Regions from separate parts of the Xenopus tropicalis genome. Here region 2 is linked to region 1. A link is a contact called in public Hi-C data. All regions are on one chromosome and are shown on one strand. Each heading gives the region's core, a stretch centred on a gene start, on an enhancer-like site or on the middle of the called end of the contact. The rest is flanking DNA. Distances are from core to core; before and after follow the strand shown. Region 1 holds the start of eml6 (echinoderm microtubule-associated protein-like 6). Region 2 holds the start of clhc1 (clathrin heavy chain linker domain containing 1).

What was found. A called contact is a pair of places that touch in the nucleus more often than the background predicts.
Region 2: a Hi-C map of neurula embryo shows a contact between it and region 1, with 1.7 times the contacts expected there. The contact joins the promoter of clhc1 here to the promoter of eml6 in region 1. A contact is called at or near these places in 3 of 5 Hi-C or Micro-C datasets (brain, gastrula embryo and neurula embryo).

The regions. Positions count from the first base shown.
Region 1 is chr5:24,149,873-24,154,279 of UCB_Xtro_10.0, forward strand. eml6 (echinoderm microtubule-associated protein-like 6) reads left to right here and starts at 2,154. Exons shown (of 43, transcript XM_031903079.1): 1 at 2,154-2,242; 2 at 3,003-4,057. The coding sequence starts at 3,861. It overlaps LOC105947452 (a long non-coding RNA gene), which reads right to left and starts at 2,118. Exons shown (of 5, transcript XR_004222856.1): 1 at 1,971-2,118; 2 at 664-799; 3 at 37-197.
Region 2 is chr5:24,329,556-24,333,962 of UCB_Xtro_10.0, forward strand. clhc1 (clathrin heavy chain linker domain containing 1) reads right to left here and starts at 1,816. Exons shown (of 12, transcript NM_001126935.1): 1 at 1,768-1,816; 2 at 1-171. The coding sequence starts at 117. rps27a (ribosomal protein S27a) reads left to right here and starts at 2,313. Exons shown (of 6, transcript NM_001016172.2): 1 at 2,313-2,320; 2 at 2,438-2,502; 3 at 4,082-4,136. The coding sequence starts at 2,455.

The DNA of each region.
Region 1 (4,407 bases), core at 904-3,403:
ATTAAAAGTGCAATGTTCTAATAATAACATACCCACCATGGACATTATAAACTACCATAGCACAGCAATGGATTGTAGTTTATTATACAAGGGCTTTAGGTTTGATGGATAATGATTAGCTGCCTCCTCGACTCCCATAGTTGCCAAAGACCATATAGAAGGTATCAGACGTTCTTTTTGTTTCACTGTTTTGCCCTCTATAGTACAAGAAATAACAAAAATATATTTAGTTATATTAAATATTGAATATTTTAATTAAAACAATAGACAACAAGTATGTCCAGCACAAACCCTATTCATTAAACTTATGTTAAACATGTTGAATACATTGCCCTTTAAGACCTGGATCATATAGACAAAGATAAAGCATGATCTAAGCATTGCTTTAGGTCTAGACACAGGGCCAGCTTGGTCTCCTACACTACAGATTACATTAATATTTTACAAAATATATGACCACAGTGGCTGAGGCTGAAAAGCAGAAATATCCATCAAACCCAAACATTCACCCAAATATTTCAAGTTTAGCTTTTAGTTGATCCGTTTGTCCCCAATACAGAACCAGGAGTTGCACTAAATGCATGGAGGAAGACTTCCCCACATTGACCTTACAGTTAGCACAGAAAGTCTTACTCAAGCAGTACCGTCTATAGCAATACTTACAGCTTTTTGAAGAGGATAATAAGGTAAATGACTGCCCCAGAGACAATCAGGAAGCCCACAATCAAAATGATACTGATAGTGATAATGTTTCTTGTATTCTCCGCTTCTATAGCTTTATCCAAATCATCCATGATCTCTGGAAACCAAAGAAACTCATTTACAAAGTGACTGACCATAATTAGAATAAAAATTAAATAACATAAGGCATTACCAGAGGCAGATAGAGAGCTGATTATACTGAAAATACATTGAACTTTTTAACTAGGGAGCATCTATATCTGACTATAGAAAATGACAGCTAATGTCAAAATATGTGTTCTGTTATGTTTCAGATAGCAATCAGTAGATTCAGTGCTGACTGCATTAGCCAGTAGAGGATCTAAGAGATACGGACAGGTGGAGGCAAGTAGGCAGCCTATTGTTTGGCCCCTACCTGCCCATAGCTTGTTATTTGCATGAGTAAGGTAGGGAGTGGCAGAAGGACAGGGCTGAGCTGCACCTACTGACACTGCTCTTTGTACCGAGCACTGGGCAGTTAACCTTTGGGATTTTGTCTCATTCTCTAGTGTTTTTAATTATACGCCTTTATTGTGTCTTGTATTTTGTACCCAGGTACTATTTCATTCATTCATAATTATAATTATTAATATGAATTTATAGCTGGTTATTTTGATCCTATGTAATATGGGACATGAGATCCCACTACACCGCAGAGTCCATTAACCAAACTGTTATCCTTTGCGCCAATTTTTAGCTTATGTGTGCATGTTTTTAAGCTATACATTTTTCCAGAAGGAATAAATAAAGGGTATTATGTATTTATAAACCATTGCCCAGGTGTAGCTCAATATATAGGGGTTTGTCTCTTTTTTTTTCATATGTTGACATTATATTATCCTCATAAAACTCTCACTCACTACAGGGTTATAAATTAAGTGATTAGGATTTTAGGGGGAATCTCTAGGGGCCGGGGAATGCTTCCTTTTTTAAAAATGTTCTTAACTATAAAAGCAAAAGACTCTGGAACAGATAAGTGGCTCAGCAAGTATAAAGGCCCCAGAGAAGCAGTTTTGATACATGTTTAGGAAAAATGTCTTGTTCCCAAAGCTTAAGGGGTCCCTAAAGTATTTTTGCTGTTGGGCTCCAATAACTTTTAGTTATTCCACTGACGGACTATTCCACAAAGCAGCCATTGTTTCATTTCATTATATTACCAGACTGGTTGAAAAATAAAAATTACAAACAACCATGAAGCTTAAACTTCACTTAATAAATGTGAGAGCAGTCAATAGCACTAGGCTTGGCACCTGGTCAGTAGAATAGCACATACAATTAATCCTAAATTGCCCTTGTCTTTCTTGTGTGCTCTAAACTAATCCCTTCAAAAACAAAAGCCAAAGCTATAACAAGCCAATTGTCTCTTGCGGCCATTGCCCGGCAACCAACAACAAAAATAGATATAGTTTGGCAACTTCAGCTCGCACAGGCCTGACTTATCACTCTACGGGTAATGAGTGCACCCAGCGGGATTCTGGGACGTGTATTCTCTGTGTCAACAACTTCGAGGAATTAGAAATAGGTAAAACCGCATCAAGACTACGTTTCCCACAACCCATTGCAGCGAACAGAAAGGGGCAGCTGGTGTACGCCCGCTCGGCGTCGCCGTTTCCATGCAATACGCTCCTCTCTCCTGGCAACTGCTCCGAGTGGTATTCACAGAGGCGATATACGTAAGAATCACTGATTCAAAGTGATTCGGTTACGGCGCTCATTCTCCCGCCTTCTGCATGAGATTGCGAGCCGTGCATTACTTCCCCTCCAGTGGAGTGTAAGATTATTAGTAGCAGCAGCCGAGCATTAGTCTGTCGCAGAGGCAATGCTCTTTTTGCTGCATGACAGTGACAAAATGCCCTTACTATAAAACGCATTAAAACAAAATGCCAAAACTGAAATAAAATGTTTTAGTCTCCACATTTGCAAAAAGTTTTTAAACTGCAGTGTTAAATTAAAGCTCCCCTTGCTGCTTTCTACTAGAAACACTAGAGGGGGGAGGCATGGGGCGGTCGGAGTAGGCCTTATGGATTATGGGCGAGCAGAGGGAGATGGCAGAGGGGGATGAGGAGGCTGTTGTGACAGTGAATGGCTAAATATGAACAGCACGGAGCTGTGACAGGAGAGAGGCAGGAGCGGTGACATGGGGGAGGGCACAGGAGGATTTCAATATCTCAGTATCCCTGAACGCTGGGAGGACGGAGAGCTGACAGGGGGAGGGCATAAGCGGCATACACTTTGCTTGTATTGGTTTTCTTTCTGTTTTTTTTTTCACATTTTCTCTCCAGATCCAGCGAGTGCCGGGCTGCAGAGGGGCAGGCTGCACAGATGGAGCTGAACAGGAAGATGCTGCAGTGAGGAGCTATTCCTTGTGGCAGCAGCCCTGGACACTGCTTGTTCTGCTCCCTTGGGAGTGACACTGTGACAATCTGTGCACCCCTTGCAACCTCATCCTGTCTGACTGGAATTCATTATCCTTTGTTAATTAGGGAGATAAAGGTAGCCCCTATACCTAAGGAAGAGGGAGACCCCCTGACTGGTGAGGACATGCAATGAATAAACTGCTGGGCACAGTGATCCTTTACCCTTCCCTGCCTCTGGGTATCTGTGGCCCTGTTGCACTTTGGCTCCCCCATCATTGCCTACTAAGATTCACTTGGGAATAATCCTGTTGCCCACCAATAAGTGCGACTGTGAGCCCCCTGCTGTGACTAAGGCATGGGCAGACCCTTGCCTCCTGGAGACATGCAATAATCAGACTGATGGACGTTCTTGTCTCCTTCCCTTCTCCGCTGCTGGCGATCTCTTGCTGCAGCCTGGACAGGGGATTATGGTGGCACTGTACTGCTGGCCTGCTAGAACTCTGATCAGCTCTCCATTTCATAAGGAAATGAAATCCTGAACATCTGTGGAGGAGGATCTGCCTACAGGTATCGGGGAGAAGCTCCTCTTGCAAAGAAAAGGACTTTGGGCCACATCCCCTATTCTTCTCCATTCTCCTCTATCCACAGCATCCTGCATTCACAGAGAATAATGAAGTCTTAGGGGGTTCAGTCTCACCAGAAAGACATCTTCCATAAATCATTATATCATTGCAAGCTCCTTTATTAGCTGTCCAAAAAAATATTTCACCTTCCTTATATACCATGGCGGACAGGACTGCCCCAGCTTGCCAGCTACGCTTGGAGTGGGTATATGGTTACAGGGGGCACCAATGCCGTAACAACCTGTACTACACCGCTGGCAAGGAGGTGGTGTACTTTGTCGCTGGTGTTGGGGTGGTGTATAACACCAGAGAACACAGCCAGAAATTTTTCTTGGGCCACAACGATGATATTATCAGGTAAGTAAGAGCTGGGCTGCACTAAGTTTGTATATTTGTGTATCTGTGTGCATGCTAATTATTGTGATTATTGTTTATTATGAACTGAATTAATCTAACCTACATATGTACAATTTGTGGCCCCTCAGTTATTGATAAACATTTTGAATCGCTTTGTTTGTTTGGGGATGTGGGGCTGTTTTACTAATGCAGGTGTTAAATTGCATGAGTGCAGCAGTTACCCATAGTAACCGGTTAGTCAGTCTTGGTTCAACTGAAAATGAAATCAAAGTTTTGACTGGTTGCTATTGGTAACTGCTAGCATCAGCTTTAGTAAATCAGCACCATGGACACGGACATTCAGCAGGTTT
Region 2 (4,407 bases), core at 566-3,065, 180 kb after region 1:
TTCCAATTTTTCCTTTGCATCGTCAATGTGTGCCTGCAGGCTGGCCAGGAACTGCTTATCTCTGGCACGGGTGATTGGTGGCAGCGGCGGAGTTTGGGAAAATCTGGGAGAACTCATGAACAGAGATGGTTGGTTTCCTACTCGTGGCTACTCACATGCCCTGTGTGGAACCTGCTGGAATGGGGGATAAAAATTAGGTACAGGTATGGGACCCATTATCCAGAATGCTCGGGACCTGGGGTTTTCTGGATAAGGGATCTTTCTGTAATTCGGATCTCCTGCCTTAAGTCTACTAAAAAAAATAATTTATACATTAAATAAACCCAATATGATTGTTTTGCTACCAATAAGGATTAATTATATATTTATATATTACTTGGGATCAAGTACAAGGTACTGTTTTATTATTACAGAGAAAAAGGAAATCATTTTTAAAAATTGAATTATTTAATTAAAATAGAGTCAATGGGAAATGGCCTTTCCCTAACTCAGAAATTTCTGGATAATGGGTTTCCGGATAAGGGGTCCAATAACTGTTCAAACAGAAATACTGCATTACTGTGCTGTAAGTGCTACCACATGCCTATGTTAATGCATCTATAACACCTAATGAACTAAATATTGAACTGCATGCTGTATTGTTGCTTTTAGTAACATGTACCCATTATTTAGCAACTTAAACATAAATTGTTCTTAAAGGAGAAGGAAAGGCTGCCTTCAGTTGTCTCAATAGTGTCCTTAAGTTTCCCCATATTTCTCCTGTTCAGAAGATCTGAAGCCAAACACGGAGAAAAAACGCTGAGCTGGGTAAAGAGAATTCCCATAATGCATCGCTCCTGCATTGACTGTGTGACCGGGACACTGTAGGTGGTGCATGCGCTTTGCTGATTTTCATTCATTCAGAAGCAGGTGTGCTCCCTTCACTGAAACAGGAACAGGCAGCAGGCGAGCGGGTACTGGGTAGCGAGCGGGTGGGGTGCGAGCACAGGTGTGTAGTGACCGGGTGGGATTGCGGGTGTTTGGTGCGAGCGCGGGTGTTTAGAAATCCAAGATAGCGGCCGTGATACTGTGAAGTTAAAAGGAAATTTTGGGGAAAAGTTAGTATTATTTTAAAAAATAAAGTTGGCAATCTGCTACAGGAAAGGGGGCTCTACAACATATTAGGTGCCGGAGTCAGTGAACCCCCCTTTAATGCAGAACGCAAATACTTAAAAAAAAATATACACAATAAAAAATGAAGACCAATATTATTATTTATTTTATAAAGTTAACTTACAGGTGAACCACCTATTTAATAGGGGTGAGCCAGGCACATACAGGGCCTCCCTTTAGATCAAATGTAGATATGCAGAAATAGGAGCAGGCTGGATATGCTATATAATTACTAAATTAGCCAGTCTTATTAGCTCTGATGGGTTACAAGCAGCTACATGGATTTATTGTTTGTGCACTAAAGTTACTGTCTAGGTGGCACAGTCTGTATCTGTACTGGCAAATGCAGAGGGGCTGCTGGAAGATTCCATAGTCACTATATATTACAGATATGTCATAATCGTTACACAATATACTATACGATAGCTCCATGTATTTACTCTCCCTATGGCACCTGTGATGCTGAGGGTCCCAGCAGGGCCAAGGACTTTAGCAACTTACCCTAAACCAGCCCTGCCCTTATAGTGTAAAGACATTTCCAGAGACTTTTTATTGTGAGACATTGGGATTAGTCCCTCTCAGCTGAGGCCGCAATGCGGAATATAATAATATTACCTGCTCCCAGCCCCACGCTCAGCAGCATCCCTCCTAACTTGTATGTGTTCCACTCCGTTACTAGGGGCGTCACCAAGGGGCGGGGCATACTGGTGTGTGGGCGTGGCTGTTAATTATGCCCTCCAGTTTACATAGAACTACACAAAATTATAAAAAAAAATACATGACTTTAAAAAAAAATAGTATATGGAAATCAAACTGCACCGGTTACATACGAGTTTAAAATATGGGTAAAAAGACGGGTTCCATACGTGACGCATTAGTCCAAAAAAACTGCAATTCCCAGAATGCTGCGCGGCTCCGTGGTCCTCACTCCTAAATGAAACATTGTAACTACAGGGGACAATAGCGCCATTTATTTTCCCACCGGCTGACAATATCCTCTAGCGGTTCCCTACATTTGTACAAACCCATTGAGCCGGTATTTATGGAAAGTGTATTGATCAGGCAGTATGGCAGCCAGCTGGGCCCGCCCACACCCCTGCGCCGGAGCTAGGAAAACCCCGTGCGGCCGGAAGGAGGTCCTCTCTCCAGGATCCGCCATTAGCAGGAGGTGAGTGTGGCGGCTGCTCTCCGGAGGCAGCGGAATAAAATGCCTGGGATGGAGGGTCCGTGGCCCCTGGGAACGGTGCCTGTGTGGTGTTTAATGTGCCCTTCTCTCCCACGGCAGGTGGATCCGGCTCCGCGATGCAGATCTTCGTGAAAACCCTCACGGGGAAGACTATCACCCTCGAGGTGCGTGCAGAGCCGGCTGGGGGGAGGACATGTGCCACTGGGCTACAGGGCTAGTACTTCTACTCGCCCGGCTATTAGAGCCTACAGGGACTGAAGCCCCACAATCCGCCCTTGGGTCAGCCATTGCATGCCGGGAGTCTTGGCAGTAGCTCCATGTGTCTGTGGCACCTCCTCTGTCTGTCCTGGGGCATCTGGAAATGGAAATATGTACATCTTCCCTACATACATATATACTGCATATACATCTCCCTACCTACATATATACATCTCCCTACCTACATATGTACATCTCCCTACCTACATATGTACATCTCCCTACCTACATATGTACATCTCCCTACCTACATATGTACATCTCCCTACCTACATATGTACATCTCCCTACATACATATGTACATCTCCCTACCTACATATGTACATCTCCCTACCTACATATGTACATCTCCCTACCTACATACACATCGCCTGTTCTAATTAAGGTCTGATGAGGCCAAGCTCATTGAATACCCCCCAGTATAGATGGGCACCCAGGCATGATTTGCTGTCCCACTGGGAGTGCCATTTGGCCTATACATTTCTATGTATGGATATGTTCTGTCACTCATGGTGGGGTGTCCTTGTGGTACATATAATCCTTAGCAGATTTAATGGGTGTTTCTATTCTTTAAAGGGGGTGTAAACCCATCTATAGCACTGTCCCACCGCTCCCTTGTTTTGCTATACAAGGTGCTGGAAAACATAATTATAAATAAAATTTTACTGATCAAATGCCTTATAAACGCCAAAATATCTGCCAGTGGAAATGCTGATTCCCAGCATTGTTGGGCATCTTGCCGTTATCTTACATATTGATATTATTATGTAATTGCCATTTGTTCTTCATTATATTACACTGGAGTCATGGGAATAAAGGGCAGTGCTAGGAAACGGCTTCCAAGTCCAATTACTGGAACAAGGAGACAGATTTACACAGATCACTTGGAGGAGTTGGCTGTGGAAATCTGGGGAAATGTTTTATTGTGCAATATTGCTTTAAGAATAAACCCTGCTGTTCCTGGGCTAACACAGCATGCTTCAACCTTCATTATAGATTACATTATTCTGTTTTTTTTTTAGAGCAGAGTAAAGTTTGGTTGTGCAGTGCAGCAGGTTTTATGACCACTTAAAAAAAAAAAATAAAAACATAATAGTGGGAACCTGTTACTCGGGGTTGGAAGTGTAAGTGACAGCTCTGCTATATGATGTGGGTTGTATTTACCAAGCACACATGACTTGTGGATGTTGCCATTAGATATTACTACTTGGCCAGCTTGATACATGTGAGAATCCTTGGATGGGTAATAAATATTTAGCTACAAAAGTGCTTTGCAAGGTTTATGGCAGCCCAGGCACTGCTTGTTATCTGGGGATAAAGGGTCTGGGCTTTTATTGCAAAACCATTCCAGCCCTGGTCATGTTAAATGTATGTAATAGATATAATTACTATTCATTACTATATTGTAGTACCATATATGTTTAATGAGTATCTTCTGGCACTGGTCCTCCAGTGATATTAAATATCTTTGTTTTCCCCTGTAGGTTGAGCCTTCTGATACTATAGAAAATGTCAAGGCTAAGATTCAGGATAAGGAAGGTATGATGAGCCATTTACATCAGCTTTTTTTTAAAAATTTATTTTGTGGTCAGCCTTTTATATGGTTATTCTTACTGGTTTGCGCTGACTAAATAAAGCAGCGTTCATGTATAGCACTTATGTCTGTATAACTTCTTTTTTTTTTCAGGATAAAAATACAAATTTTGCCTAGAGAATGAAAATCTAATTCTAAACATAATTTTAAATCCTTACATTTACAGTCGCTCAGTGTTCTTATTTGTAAATGTAACTGCCCTTTTCTAGTCCCTCT